2 separate regions of the Mus musculus genome follow, and region 1 is linked to region 2. The links are chromatin contacts, called in public Hi-C maps. All regions are on one chromosome and are shown on one strand. The core of a region is the stretch at or near the end of the contact, and the rest is flanking DNA. Distances in the headings are between cores, read along the strand shown. Region 1 holds the start of Csgalnact2 (chondroitin sulfate N-acetylgalactosaminyltransferase 2). Region 2 holds the start of Rasgef1a (RasGEF domain family, member 1A).

Region 1 (6,978 bases), core at 3,673-6,172, 73 kb before region 2:
CAAGCCGGGGAGCCAGAAACTAATTTGTTACTACCCCAGGGAGAGGAGCCTGTACAGAGTCAGCTGTGTAGAATGACAAGACCGAAGTGCAATCGGCAGGAGTCTAGAGTCAGGCAGTGAAATGCTGATGGAAATGTCGCCCTACCTTTGGTTATCAGGACCGGATCCCATCCACTGAGATTTAAGCCTGGTTCTTGTAGGCTAGAATCTGAGCTCAGGGAGTGGCTCACCCTCTGCAGCTGCCTCTCTGTCACTCACTGCTGTGATGCTTGAAGCTTCTTGATCTTCAGTGGTTTACAGTTCCCTTGGCACATCAGCTGCATCCCTCCAGAAGGGTGATTAGTGCTTAGGGGTCTTATAACTGTGAGGACAGAGTCTTACAAACACTAGATAGCAGTGCTGTGTTTGCTTCTACTCCTGACAGCAACTGGGAGACACACCCCGGCCCAAACAGCCACCTCCAGGTTATAAGCCCCAAGACTGAGAGGAGTAGACCTGCCCAGCCCATAGACTACCAAACGTAAGAGGTTTTAGAGGAGAAGACTATTAATATGTGCCCTAGAGATTGTTCTTTTGATATTTGGGTGGAAATGTAACTGGTTTTTGTTGTTCTTGTTGTTGTTCTGCCTGAGGCTAAATTGAAGAATTTTGAATTAACTGCACTTGTAGAGGAGATTTCAAAACAGCCTAGCCTTGACTGTGTCCTGTGGTATTAGTGACCAGTCTTATGCAAATCTATGACGAAAAGGAGCAAGCTGAGCAAGGAAAACTACAAAATGTACAGTTGGAGGAGAAAATGAGCACCAGGAAGTGTGACCAGATTAAAGAAAAGCCTCACACCAAGTGGAATAAAGGGAGTGGTGACCTCAGAGCGAGAGCCCACCCAGCTAAGATTCCAATCTATAAAAGGGAGTTAAAGACAGGTAAAAAGGAATTAAAGAAAAGCTTAGGGCCAGGCATGGTGGTGCACATCTTTAATTCTAGCACATGGAAGGCAGATCTCTAAGTTCAGGGCCAGTCTGGTCTACAGAGTAAATTCCAGGACAGCCAGGCGTAGGCAGTGAAGGAAACCATATAAAACAGAAACCTAGTGAAAATGTATTTGAATAAGGGGGCCATGATCCTGCCCCAGCAAGAAATAGAACTAGGCAGCTTCAACTATACAGTTCTGGCTTTAGAGTCAAGGATACAAGAAAGGGATTATGAAATCTCCCTCCCCAACTAAGAAAAGCCACTGAGGCCAGGAATATGTCAGGGGCATCCTGTATGGAAGCCCAGAGAAGCCATTGTGTGAAGCTATGCAGGTGAAGTCAGGATTACTTTGGAGCTCCCAAATACCAGACTTGTGGGATAGCTGCCAAGGATCGCTGCTAACAGGGAGCGGAAGCAGCCCAAGAGAAAGAAATGTATGGCAGTCAACAAAGCTGAAAGGAGTAGGAGATCTGAAGAGTGCTTTGACATCAGACACGAAGAGGCAGAATTTGGAGTTTGCCCTGATGGTTTCTGATCCTGCTTTGGTCCAGTATTTCTTCACTGTGTTCCCTTTCCTCTGTTTTGGAATAGTAATATAAATCCTGTGCTACTGTATGTTGGAAGTATGTGATCTACTCTTCTATTATTACTTTGTAGGGATAATAGTTAAGAGATTGCCATGAGTCTCTGAAGAGACTTGGGACTTTTAAACAAGTTTAAGACTGCTATAGACTCTGGGGACTTTTGAAGTTGGACTAAATGCATTTTTTCATCATGATATAGCTACAAGCCTATAGTTGCCAGGGAGTGGAATGTGATGGATTGAATGAAAATGGACCGTAGGGAGTGGAGGTATGGCCTTTTTAGAGTAGATGTGGCTTTGTTGAGGGAAGAGTGTCATTGGGGGTGGGCTTTGAGGTCTCAGATGCTCAAGCCAGGCCAAGCGTCTCACTTTCTTTCTGCTACTTGCTGATCCTGCTGTAAACCTCTCAGCTATCTCTCCTGCATCAGTCTGCCTGCATGTCACCATGATTCCCGCCATGATGACAATGGACTAAACCTCTGAACTGTAAGCCAGCCCCAATTAAATGCTTCCTCATAAGAGTTGCCGTGGTCATGGAGTCCTTCCACATAAATAAAAGCCCTAACTAAGACAACGTGCATGTAATTGTGTGTGCATGTCTATACACATGTGTACATGCATGTCTGTGTGTGTGTATTCGTAGGTCTGAGAAGTAGAAGAGACTGTGATTGGGAGGAAATTATCCTAAGGGAAAGAGCCAATCCTATCATGGCGGTGTGTGGCATTCCTCTTGGGGAGACCTGAACAAATGTCTACTTGCTCCAGATAGGGAACTGACGACAGATCAGAGTAGTAAAGATACTGCCAAAGTCCAACATGGAAAACCAATGAGTTTTATTGGAGTTACTTATAGGAGCAAAAAGGACTCTGAGATAGCTGCATCACCAAAAGCCTACTGCATCATGGGTAACAGCTTATAAGACCTGGACAACTTGAAGGCAGATCCACACGTTGGAGATGATCATGTCTAGATAGCTCAAACAATCTCTTCCAGGCAGTTTAGACGGCCTGAGAGTGTCTTTTAGCAATCCTTACTGATTATATTTGCTTCAGAAGAGAGGTAGGTAGGTGGTTTGTCTGGTCAGTATCAGGAACTTTGTGATGGTTTCTAGTTGTTTCCTGAGCTTAACTGCAGAATGGAATGTTTCACCTGCAAAACCTGTGTCTTGGAGCCTGGCTCCAAGGTGGAAGGTTTTATCTTGAAGGAAATTGCTACATAACACCCTTGCAGTGGCTCCCTTCTGTTGCTGTGGTAAAACACTGACCAAAATCCACTCAGAGAGGACAGCGTTTGCCTGACTTTCACTTCCACATCAAAGGCCATCATCACTAAGTCAGAGAAGTAACTCAGCTAGGAACGTGGATACAGGAACTGAGACTGGAGCTGCAGAGAAAGCGGCTTACTCCCTTGATTTCCATGCTTTCTCAATGTACAGTCTTATACAACCCAAACCGCTTGTCCAGGGGTGGTGCCACTCACAGTAGCCTGGGCAGTCCCGCATCAGCACTTCATCAGGCCAATCTTCTGCAAGTCTTCAGCTGACGATCTGTTTGTGTCAAGGTGACAAATGACAACAAGCACAACCTAGACTATCTTCTGCCTTTTCATTTTCTCTCTGGGAACTGAAGAGCCAAACTGTAGGTTTGGGAAGAATTCAAAGGTTCAGATGAAGAGCTGGGAGACATGCCCACTGCCCAGTGTATGCACCACATAAAAAGTAGGCTCTGCCTGAAGTGTGATCTAGCCCAGCATCTGTGAGGCTAGAAAAGAAAGAAAAAAACGAAATGCCTGAAGTAGATGGGTTGCAGGGTTCTAAAAAGTGGGGTGTGCTTGAATTTGGTTACTGGGGACATTTATTTGTCTTTTTGGAGACTTTACATTCACAAGTTCAGTTAGAGCCCATGTTTGGTACTGAGATGCCAGAAACTGCAGGGGAGGTCTCTCTCATTCTTTCCGCCATAGTCCCCATCCTATTTAAAGTGTCCCTAAGGAAAATCCAAGCATCTCTATGGCTGAACATGAGTCTAGAGGGCACATTCGAAAGGTCCCTACATCTGTGGACTTTCTTTTTGTTTGAGATAAGGGCTCAATGTATATCCCAGGCTGCCCTGGAACTTACTAAGTAATCCAGGAAGGCCTGAAAAATATCATTTTTCTGTCTCAGCCTCATGAGTGCTAGGACTATAGGCAGATGTCACACCTGGCTTCTGGGGACTTCTCAGAAACTGTTAATGAAATGTCAAGTGTAACGTAGGCACACAGTAGATGTGGGCTTGGACTAACAGTGCCAAAGCTGGAGTCTGGCATCGTGGCTCGCTAAGATTTCAGTGAGGTGCCATTTATATCTACTTTATTAATACATTAGAGAATTTTTGCCTTATCTTGGAAATTTAGCAGTGCTGGGCACTTAACCATTTGCTAAAGGTCCCCATGTTCCAAGTCTCCTAGGAGAGAATTCTCCTGCCTCCCTGCACTCATACTTAGGACTGTGGCTGGTAGACAGCAGGCAGCTAACCCACGTGGACTGTCTTTTGTGATTGTACTAGAGAAGATGGATGTCTGAGGGGACTTCAAGGTGCGTCCTAAAGAAGCAGCTGTCCAAGGGAGACACTTTGTTCCTGACCACAGCTGGCTCTATTGGCTGACAGTTGTTGAGATATCTTCTGCCCAGATGTTCTCCTCTAATGCCACAAGGGAAATCCTGAAAACTTTAACGGTCTGGATCACCTACTTCTAAGATAGGCTTGCTGACTGCATATCCAGTCTCTTTCCAACTTTGCCAGTGTGTGCTTTTCTGAAAAGGCTAGACTTCACACACACACACACACACACACACACACACACACACACACACACGGTACTTTACATGCAGCAAATGGAATTATTTATTTTAAGTAAAAACACGTAAGGACCTCTTCAGTGTTCAGTACCGATCTTCCCTGAGCAGAAGGCATGTTGGCTATCCTCAGCCTCCCCGCTAGTCAGCTCTGCCAGGTTAGCACTTATGTGACGATTAGCCACATGCGTGTCTAGTTAAGTGTCTCTAAGGCATGATGTTCCCAGGCTATTTATCCCACAGGGCTTGAGCACCCATCTCAGTTGTTGTTTGTTTGTTTGTTTTTAGATGAATCAACTGTCATCTGTGGAGCTTTCTGTGCAGGGCACAGGACAGAAGAGGGAGGAATAGGCGTGTCCTAGCTGGAAAGAGAAAGGCCTGGCCCTGGAGGGCGGGACTTGGCAGTGTGGAGGGCGGAGCCCGGCTGCGGTGGGCTGGGTCTGGCCCTGGAGGGCGGAGTCTGGCTGTGGAGGGCGGGGCCTGACCGCGGAGGCGGGCGCGCCACAGCAACCCAGCCTCATTTCCCTCATTTCCTCGCGCGCGCCGGAAGTGGCGGTGCTCCGCGGCGGCGCGCCGGGCCGGCCCCGCGCAGGGCGCTGGCCAGGTGTGCAGGTCCCCAGAGGCGGCGACGCTGAGCGGCGGGCGCGGTGAGTACCGCCGTGTCCTGCCGCGCCTCTGGGCAGCGGCCGGTCCCCTCGGACGAGCCCTCCGGGACGCCGCTGGGCGCGGCGCTTCCTTGACGCGCCCTCCCGAGGCTGGTCCCGTTTTGGAGACCGCTGCTGCCAGGGACCGCTGGTTTGCGTGTCAGGTTTTTTTTTTAACCTCCTCGTCATCATCTCTGCTGAGTGGCTAAACTTTTTACTGTGGGGTTGAACGCGCCCACTGGCAGCAGCCCTCCTGCCTCTGACAAAACGCTCCCCTTTAAAAGATGCTCTTGGAGTAGGAATTGATGATCGCCGGAACCTGGATAAAAACCAAAAACGGAGAACTGTCAGAAGGACCAGATAGTTTAGAAAATTCCTGCATTTCTGAGCAACTGGCTGGGTAATTTGTCAAATACCACAGCGGTACTTGTGTTTGTGATGATGACATTGGCGGCATGACAGTTTGGTTACAAATCTAACGCTTTTCTTCTTAAGTCCTCATTAAATCTGAAGGTGTGCTTTAGCTTGTTTTTGAAATGTACATGCAGTGTCCTGACAGTTCATGCCACTGAAGGCCCCTGGGCCTTTAATACCTTGGGGATTAATGCCATCTCTTAAAGGTGCATTTAAAAAAGCACCTCTGATTTCCGAAGTAATAAAAAGGTGTTTTATGGCATAATATTCGGGAATATTTGCTACTATCTTTTTTAAATTATGTGACTAAAAGAATATAAAAAGGGTGTTGTGTTTTCAGTATATGAGGCTTAGAAGTGTTGATATTAAACAACCAGCTTTAGTTTCAGATAATTAAGAAATTACTGTTTATCCATCTACACTCCTTTTGTAGTGGTATAAAATATAAAAAAACGTCAACAAATGCATGAAAATGAACTGTCTGTGAATCATTACATGCTTCTTACCTTGTCTGCTGCTACACACATCAGATTTTAATTGTACAACATTCCCATAGTGCTCTGCTTCTTCCAAATAGGTTACCCCTGCTTCCCCATTAAGAGTTCTGACTTCTTTCATCAGCCATTAGTTTGGACTATTTTAAGCTTCATGTTAATGGAGTTAATATATAGTATTCTCAGAATATTGCTGTGGAAGTCACTGTTCGTGTTTTTTGATATGATATCATTCATATCATGGTATGGTGTTGATAATTCTTTCTTATAGTGTAATGTGCCATTCTGTGATGTGATTGTTCTTCTGTTCATGAATGTGTGCTTCCAGATTTGTGTATTATTTGTTTTAGGTTTTAGGGGTGTTATAACATTCTTGTGAATGTCTTAGTATGTGAATACATTTCTGTCAGATGTAAAATGGCTGAGACCTACAATAGGAAAAAAATTACATCCTAACTAACGTGGACTCTTTCTTTTTTAAAAGATTATCTTAACTAATACAGAAGTGAAGGTTGGTTTTAAAAATATGAGTTAAGGCATGGTGGTGCACACCTTTCATCCCAGCACGCAGGAGGCAGAGGACAGTGTATCTCTGTGAGTTCCAGGCCAGCCAAGAATATATACCCTGAGACCCTGTCTCAAACACATGTATAGTCATTAAGCTACTATTTGCACTTTGTATTGGCACAAGTGACCATCTTCTCAAAGACTCATTTCATTTAACTGTCTTTTACCCTCAAGTCAGTTAGAGCAGGCCACGATATGACTGTTCAGTTTGATAACAGTTAGGTAACCATGTTGCTCAAGTTAGTGGTTGTTAAGGGGAAGTGTGGTAGCTGGTAGGAGAAATGAAGCACCAAAGGACAGCACTAAAGATGGGTTAGAAAAATCGAGAGCTCAAGACATAGTCACTGTCACTCCACAAGTACTAGCTGTAAGTGTAAAGCTGAATTATAAGGTTAGTTCCAGATGTGGATTTTTTTATATTAGTATTGTTATTTAAATAACAGAACAATAATCACTAAATATCTGTA
Region 2 (6,910 bases), core at 4,104-6,603:
AATTGCCTTGCTGTGATCATAGAACAGGCCAGGGCCTGGCACAGGGTAGCAGGCTGGGTTCCCACAAGGAGGTGGCTGCCATGGGAACCAGAGTGGCAGCCACAGCACCTCCTCTGGTCCTTCTCCACAAAGGTGGGGCCTGAGCACACCACCGATAATTAAAGCTTTGTTGTGGGCACGTGGCTCTTTTTTTTTTTTTTCTGAAATCCTTTCTATTACCATATTTACTATGAATTAGTGGGAGGAATCCTGCCATCTCCTCATTCCTAGCTGCAGATCCTGCTACGGCTGAGCATCCTCCTCCTCTTTCCCTCCTCCACTGCCTCTTTTCATCTATCAGCTTCTTGTGGTGGCTGCTTAGGGGACAGACTGTCATTGTCCACCAATAACTAAGTCCATTCTCAAGGTCTGAGAGGCGTGGGCTGGGAGCAGGTGGGATGTCAGAGAATCCCTGGCCTTTGTCAGTAGGCGGGGTGGCTGCGACTTGCCTCCTACCAACCCCAGGCTTGGGCAGTTGCAGTTCTTGGCCTATGTCATCATCTCCTCTTATGCTGACTCTATAGGAATGAGCTGCCTCCCTTGCATGCAGTTTGGCTTCCGGGTCTTGTATTTCTGGAGCCCAAGTGGCCACAGACATGGACAACAGGCAAATAGGGCATCTTAGCAAATGGCCATCCTCTTCCCAGGGAGCTATGGCAGAGGGAGGAGAAGTGATGTGGGAAGCCAACCTCCTGGGGTCCTGAAAAACACTGGAATAGGATGCCCTGCTGCTGGTCAGAGCCTAGTGTGGCAGCCACTCTTACATGGATCCAACAGGAAGAGACCTGAGTGCACAACTGACAGCTTGGTCCAGGCCATAGCCCTGCACAAGGCTCATGGCATGTGAGAGGCAACAAGATGGCTGGGTCAGAGGTGAGGGCCCTATGGAGGCTAGACCAGAAGAATGGATAGGAGGGGAAGGATGGCAGGTGTGTCGCAGAGCCATCAGCCACCCTCCATAGCTGCCTGTGGATGCTGAATATAGACAAGGAACAAGGGGTCCTTTTCATTTTAAATGACACCTAATTAGACCGAGTAAAGATTTTTTTCCTTTGTGTTTAAAAACAAATCATTGCACTTGCTTGGGTTTTCATCTTGGCAGATGTCCAGAGATGCATCCCTGAGACCCATATGGCTTGGAACAGGGAGCCTTCTGTGAGTCAGTGAGTGGGAAGGGTGGTGGAGGGGCACCTACCTACTCTCTGCTGGGCCCTCGTCCAGTGGCTGCAGACTCTGAGACAGGACAGCACACAAGTCCAAGTCTCCCAGTATTGCATGCACAGCAGCATTCCTGTGTGTCCACCCAGGGCCAGTGGCGTATCCACCCTTGTCCTTCCTTCCCTAAGGCAGCTCACATTACTACATCTCGGTTTCCAGGAAAAACTACAAATGTCCAAAAGACTGAAGCCATCATCCTGGAACTTACAGCTCATAGATGATACACAGGGTGTTTAAGACTTGTGAGTGGAGCCACCATCGTTAGGGATCCCTCCCTCACCTAGCCAACCGTAGAGGATTTTTGGGAAGGCTGGGGCAGCCTGGGATGAAAGCTGAAGAGAGTGGCTAGATCCTGAGAGACAAAAACAGGGGGGGAGGGGAGCCCTCACAGAAATTCTAAATAAAACAAAAATATGGCAAAGGAAACAGGGGGAAGGACTTGCCAAGAGATAAAATAAATAGATTTAGTTGGAGGCAATAGAACTCCTTAAATTCAAGAGCTGCCTCTTGGAAATACAGCTAAAAAGATACATCTTGCAATGGGACACAGTGGTTTATATCTGTAATTCTGACACTTGGGATTCTGAAGTGGGGGGGGGGGGGGCATGAGTTCCAGGTCAGCCTGGGCCACACAGTGAGACTCAAGTCACAAAAACAACAAACAAACCAATTTTCCCAAGACTCAGTGGAAGTATGACTCAGTGGTCAGGTCAGGCCTAACATGTACAAGGCCCTGGATTCCACTGAGAGACAGAGACAGGGAGAGAGAGATCACTCGTCCCTGGCAATTCTAAGCAACGAAAGCAAAGTAAGATGGAGGGAGGGAAAGGGGCAAGCTTTTTACAAACCCCACTATGCAACTTTACATGGCTGAACACCCTTTGAACTGGCATCTTTCTAGAAAATACAAATATTCAGAACAGACTAATCATGCATAACCATGTTTAGAACTTGAATACACCGATAAGTGCAGTGAATGTTAAGGAAGTTGACGGCCACCTAGACCTTGGGAGGAAACAAAAGCAGGCCCATCTGCGGGTTCCTAAAATGAATTATTTCATGCCTTTGAGAATCAGAGAGTTTTGTATGATACTTAAACCACTCAGAGCCAGATGTGGTGGTGCATGCCTTTGATCCCAGCACTCTGGAGGCAGAGGCACGCAGGTCTCTATAAGTTGACAGTCAGCCTGGGTTACATAGTAAGCCCAGAACAGCCAGGGCTAAAAGAAGAGCTGCTATGCCTCCTCCCAAAACAAAAACTAACTAAAGAAAGAAACAAACAAACTAACTAATTCAGCTATTCAATCCTTCAGATTTCTTGCTTTCCTGCTCATCCTGTGAAGTTAACAGAGCCAAGAACTCCAACATCTGTAGCATGGAAATGTGAGACACCTATAAACATAGCTGGAAAATACACCAGGAAACAGCATCAAACCAAAGAAGCGAACTCAGTAACATTTTAAAGCACAATAGAGCCTGACCTAGACCTATTTATTCCAGGAATGAGGGGACAAATAAGCCCAGAAAGATCATAAGTCAATTCATGGATACACTCAAGAGAAACTGTTGATGCTTCAACTAGATACAGGAAAGCAGTGGTAAAACTGTATCCGTTCTCCGTGAGTACCTGCTCGTTTGGCAATGAGTGCAGGGCTGGGGTGACAACAGAGAGCTGCAGACACCACAGGGCCAATGGCAGACGTAGAGAAACAGGACAGTGAGGCAAGCCCAGGAGGACCAAGTCCACAGGAAATATTGCTTTGTGTCCTGGGACTCAGCAACTCCCAGGGAAAACAGACAGGGGTGCTGTGCCCACTTTCTTCCAGCCTTAGGCACCCCAAGGCCACCGCTGCCAGAGGCCTAGAAGCACCGGTGAAAAGATAAAGAGGCTTGAACAAAGCCTTGGGCCAGCAGACAAGTAGGCAGCACAGCTGAGGGCCACCAGGATGGAGCAAGCTCATCAGGCTTCCTTAAACTCTAGACTTTTCACCCTCCAGCTACATTTCACACCATCCCTGCAGACTACAGACTCTATGGTCTCCTCTGGGGCTAATGATGCTTCCGTCCCTGCCCAGCCCTCAATGCCCACGGTCCTATCAGCGGTAAGGCCTCTTTGCTGTGCCATCAAAACACATCAAATCACCTCTCTCTCATCCAGAATCCAAGCTCCATGCCTGTGCTCCCTGGCTGGCCCTGTCATGGCCAGCACTGTCCTTGACCCTCCCACGTGAAGCATCCAATGATGGCCTGACAGCCCCAGGCATTGTTATCCCTTCCAAGACCCTAGGACAATAGCCTGTCATGCTGGTCTCTAGTGCTCCCAAAAGCCCAACCTCCCACACAGATGGCTTCCCCACCCAGGCCTGCCCTGTCTTCCTTAAATGTTCCCACTCACCTAGTTCTTTCTCACTCTTCTTCAGTGGGGTCCTTACACCCACAGGACATCTCTGACGCCTCTTCTGGCTACCCTGACAAAGGCACAAACATCACCCCACACTGGTAGTCAGCTCGCTAAGCCCAAGTGTGCCACACATCCCTGGGGAGACCGGGGCAGGCTGTGTAGCCCCCTGGTGGTTAGTAGAATGATGTGTGTCAATGAGCTAGAACTGAGGTGCCAATGTAGGGCCCCTTCCTGTCCTAGGACCCTGTCAACCTGTTCCCCAGCAAAAAGTAGGTGGCACAGCAGAGTGACGCAGGATGGGTATTAGCAGAGGAAACAGTCACCGGAGCTGAGCATCGTTTTACGTCTGCATGATACCAGAATCATCCTTCCTGATGCACTCCTGCTGTGGGCTACTCCTCTACGTTCATCTTTAGTCCTTTCTGCCATGTAACTTAGTCTGTATATTACTCACTGTGGAGGTGCTCAACCTTCCTAATGTTGCGACCCTTTAATGCTGTTCTTCGTGTTGTGCTGAGCCCCAGCCATAAAATGTATTTCGCTGATACTTCATAAGTATAATTTTGCTACTGCTATGAATTATAATGTAAATATCTGACATGCAGGCTATCTGAGAGGCAACCCCTTGAAAGGGTCGTTTAACCCCAAGGGGTCTTGACCCACAGGTTAAGAACCAATGATTTTCTGGCACCCAGATGAGCTCTGTGAGGATAAGAACTGTTGCCTGCTTAGTTCTCTGCAAACCACAGTGCCAGCGCATAGCAGGTGCTTAATAAATGTGCATTGTCTGTCCTACATCTTCAGCCCATTAATGTTGGCTCCTCATCTCCACTCTTCCAAATCAATGGTCTGCACTGGGTCTGGTCTAGACAGGTCTGTGTACTGCTCCTGAATCCCACTGCCCACTATGGCTCAAAACAGCTAGAAAGGTGCAGTGGTGGCTCAGGCCCAGGGTTAATTTTAGGGAGATTCTCAGCCTTCCCCTCACTAGGCACTCTTCTCTTTAAACACATGACATTTGAGAATGCACAGGCACAGCCTTGCCCCCACACCTGCCTCCTCTTAACGGCTCTCACTTAAGCCTCCCATATATAAACACGTCCTCTCTCCCGCCCACACATCGCACATACAAGCGCACACCTCCCACATGATCAACCACTCCATCACAGACCGCCCCCACTCCAAGCACTTATGGAGTAAACAGTGGTTCTGAGCCCAAGGATAGGGGAAATTCCAAGATCGCCACTGCTTTTTACAAGTCTGCTCTGTCCAGGACAGCCCTTTGCTTTCTCTTCTGCCGCACCCGGACCCTGCTGCGAAACACCCCACCCCACCCCCACCCCCTGCAGGTTTTCAAGTGGCGCTTTACAGCGGAGCCGCTGGTGTCAGCAGAGGCTAGGAAGGCAGCAGCTGCACCTTGGGCGAGGCCCAAGTGGCGGCAGGTGTCCGGGCAGGGACAGGAGAGAGAGTTGCCCTGGTTGTCCTGGGGGCGAGCACCCTCCTGGCCGCGCTTCCCAAGCTCTGGGGCACAGAAACCTTAACCTTGCGGTCCTGCTGTGGTCAAGACACTGCCCTGGAGTGCTCCTAACCCGCAGTCCCGCACTGCCACAACCCTACCTGGGGCTCCAGAAACATCCTGGCTACAGCTCCCGCTACCGGACCCGCAGGCGGTGTAGAAGCCCGACTACCCTCCGGGGCTGAGCCAGTGCCGCCCAAGCCCGGGGACTTCCCTCCCGTGACCCAGCCACCTCCCGCCCGGGGCGGGGCTGGCGAGCCTCGTGAACAAGACCCTGGGAGGAGCACTAGCAAGGGACAGGGCGAGGCACAGTGAGGCGTGAGCACCCGCAGGGTTTGTGGTGCTAGGTTTGGGAATGGCGTAAGGGTCAAGGCTCTGGGCTCTGGGCGGGGTGGGTCGTCTTGCTGGTGAAGTCCAGGAAGGAGAGGGGAGGGGAGGGGAGGGGAGGGCCAGGAAGGGTCCCAGACTCCTCCTTGGAGACTGAACGCTACAGAGCTACCGCAGGTGCCCAAGCAGCGCTTAGTTCAGATGCTTCCCCTGCCGGGCGGGCGCTCGCTCCACACAGCTGTAGTCTGAAGTGTCTTGAATCCTCAGTCCTTCTATCATCCCCAGAACGCCAGGGATACAGCAGCTGCTGTCGTGGAAGGGCTAATCCGAGTAAGGGATATGCCTGGTGCCTGTCTCTGAGGATCTATCTCACCTCACCCCCACCCCCACCCCACTCCCTGCACTAGGAAAGAATCCTGTCAGGTGCCTCCCACCGCAGCTCCAGCTCTTAGAGTTTAGATGGCAGCGGTGGGCTGAAATGAAGAATGCCCTCTCTGGGGATCTGAAACTAAGGAAGCAGATAGAGGCTGGGAGGGCAGAGAGAGCTGGGCCAGGTTCTAGGAGTCAAAGCTGCTCTCAGCTGGAACCATAGACCATAGACGGGGCAGAGGATGCCCAGGGGGGATTAAACAATCCTATGAGAGCACACAAGCAAGCCATGGTCCCTAATGGAGACTGATGACCCGGACTTTACCCCACCCTGTCTGATCTCTGCCCAGCGGCCTGAGGGAGCACACTTCTCTCCTGCCATCTCCCTTCCCCTCTTTCTCCATCAGCTCTCTTAGCACAAAGATCCATCAGCAGACAGACTCTTGGGTAGTTAGTTCAGTCTTGTGGAACTCTGAATGTTGGGCTCATTCCCTTGTCTCCTAGGAGGACCCAGGCCCTCTGGGCTCTGCCTCCCCTGACGTCTCTACCAGCTCGCACTGTCGCTGGACCCCACCTTTCTTCTCAGGGGTCTCAGAGCCCATAGTATTTATTCCCTCCTGGAACAGCTCCACAGATGGCGGGGAGGAGGGTGCATCAGCTTTCACACAGGGCCCCCCTCTTCCAGCCCTGCATCTTGTTCCAGGGGATGCAAAGCTCACAGTGACCTCTGCTGGCGAATCTTGTCAAGACCCACCTAGACCCTCGGGTGCTGGGCCCTTGCTAGGCTCAGGTCATTCCTTCAGACTGCTCTTCTAATACCAAGAGAAACAAAACTGGAGTTCTACTTCTAGGAAGTTACCTGTCCCTGCCTTCTTTAGCCCTGTTCCTTGACCCTCTAGGACACCTGGGTCCTAAGAGGGTGATGGCATTTCTCCCACATGCACAGTTAACAAGCCAGTTGCCACCTGCTCCAGAGCAAGCTTTCCCCAGGGAGCCTATCTAGTCCCATCTCTGGCAGACATGGATGAAGCTGTCTGTCA

The links. A called contact is a pair of places that touch in the nucleus more often than the background predicts.
Region 1: a contact with region 2 is called in a Hi-C map of uterus, with 3 times the contacts expected there. The contact joins the promoter of Csgalnact2 here to the promoter of Rasgef1a in region 2. A contact is called at or near these places in 14 of 484 Hi-C or Micro-C datasets (CD4 T cells, the HL-1 cell line, embryonic stem cells and 5 more), 7 of 115 datasets of contacts at active chromatin or transcription factors (bone marrow-derived dendritic cells, bone marrow-derived macrophages, effector CD8 T cells and 3 more) and 4 of 9 other capture datasets (adipose tissue, liver, macrophages and 1 more).

What each region holds. Positions count from the first base shown.
Region 1 is chr6:118,137,084-118,144,061 of GRCm38.p6, reverse strand. Csgalnact2 (chondroitin sulfate N-acetylgalactosaminyltransferase 2) reads left to right here and starts at 4,922. Exons shown (of 8, transcript NM_030165.3): 1 at 4,922-5,039.
Region 2 is chr6:118,064,828-118,071,737 of GRCm38.p6, reverse strand. Rasgef1a (RasGEF domain family, member 1A) reads right to left here and starts at 5,353. Exons shown (of 13, transcript NM_027526.1): 1 at 5,276-5,353. The coding sequence starts at 5,293.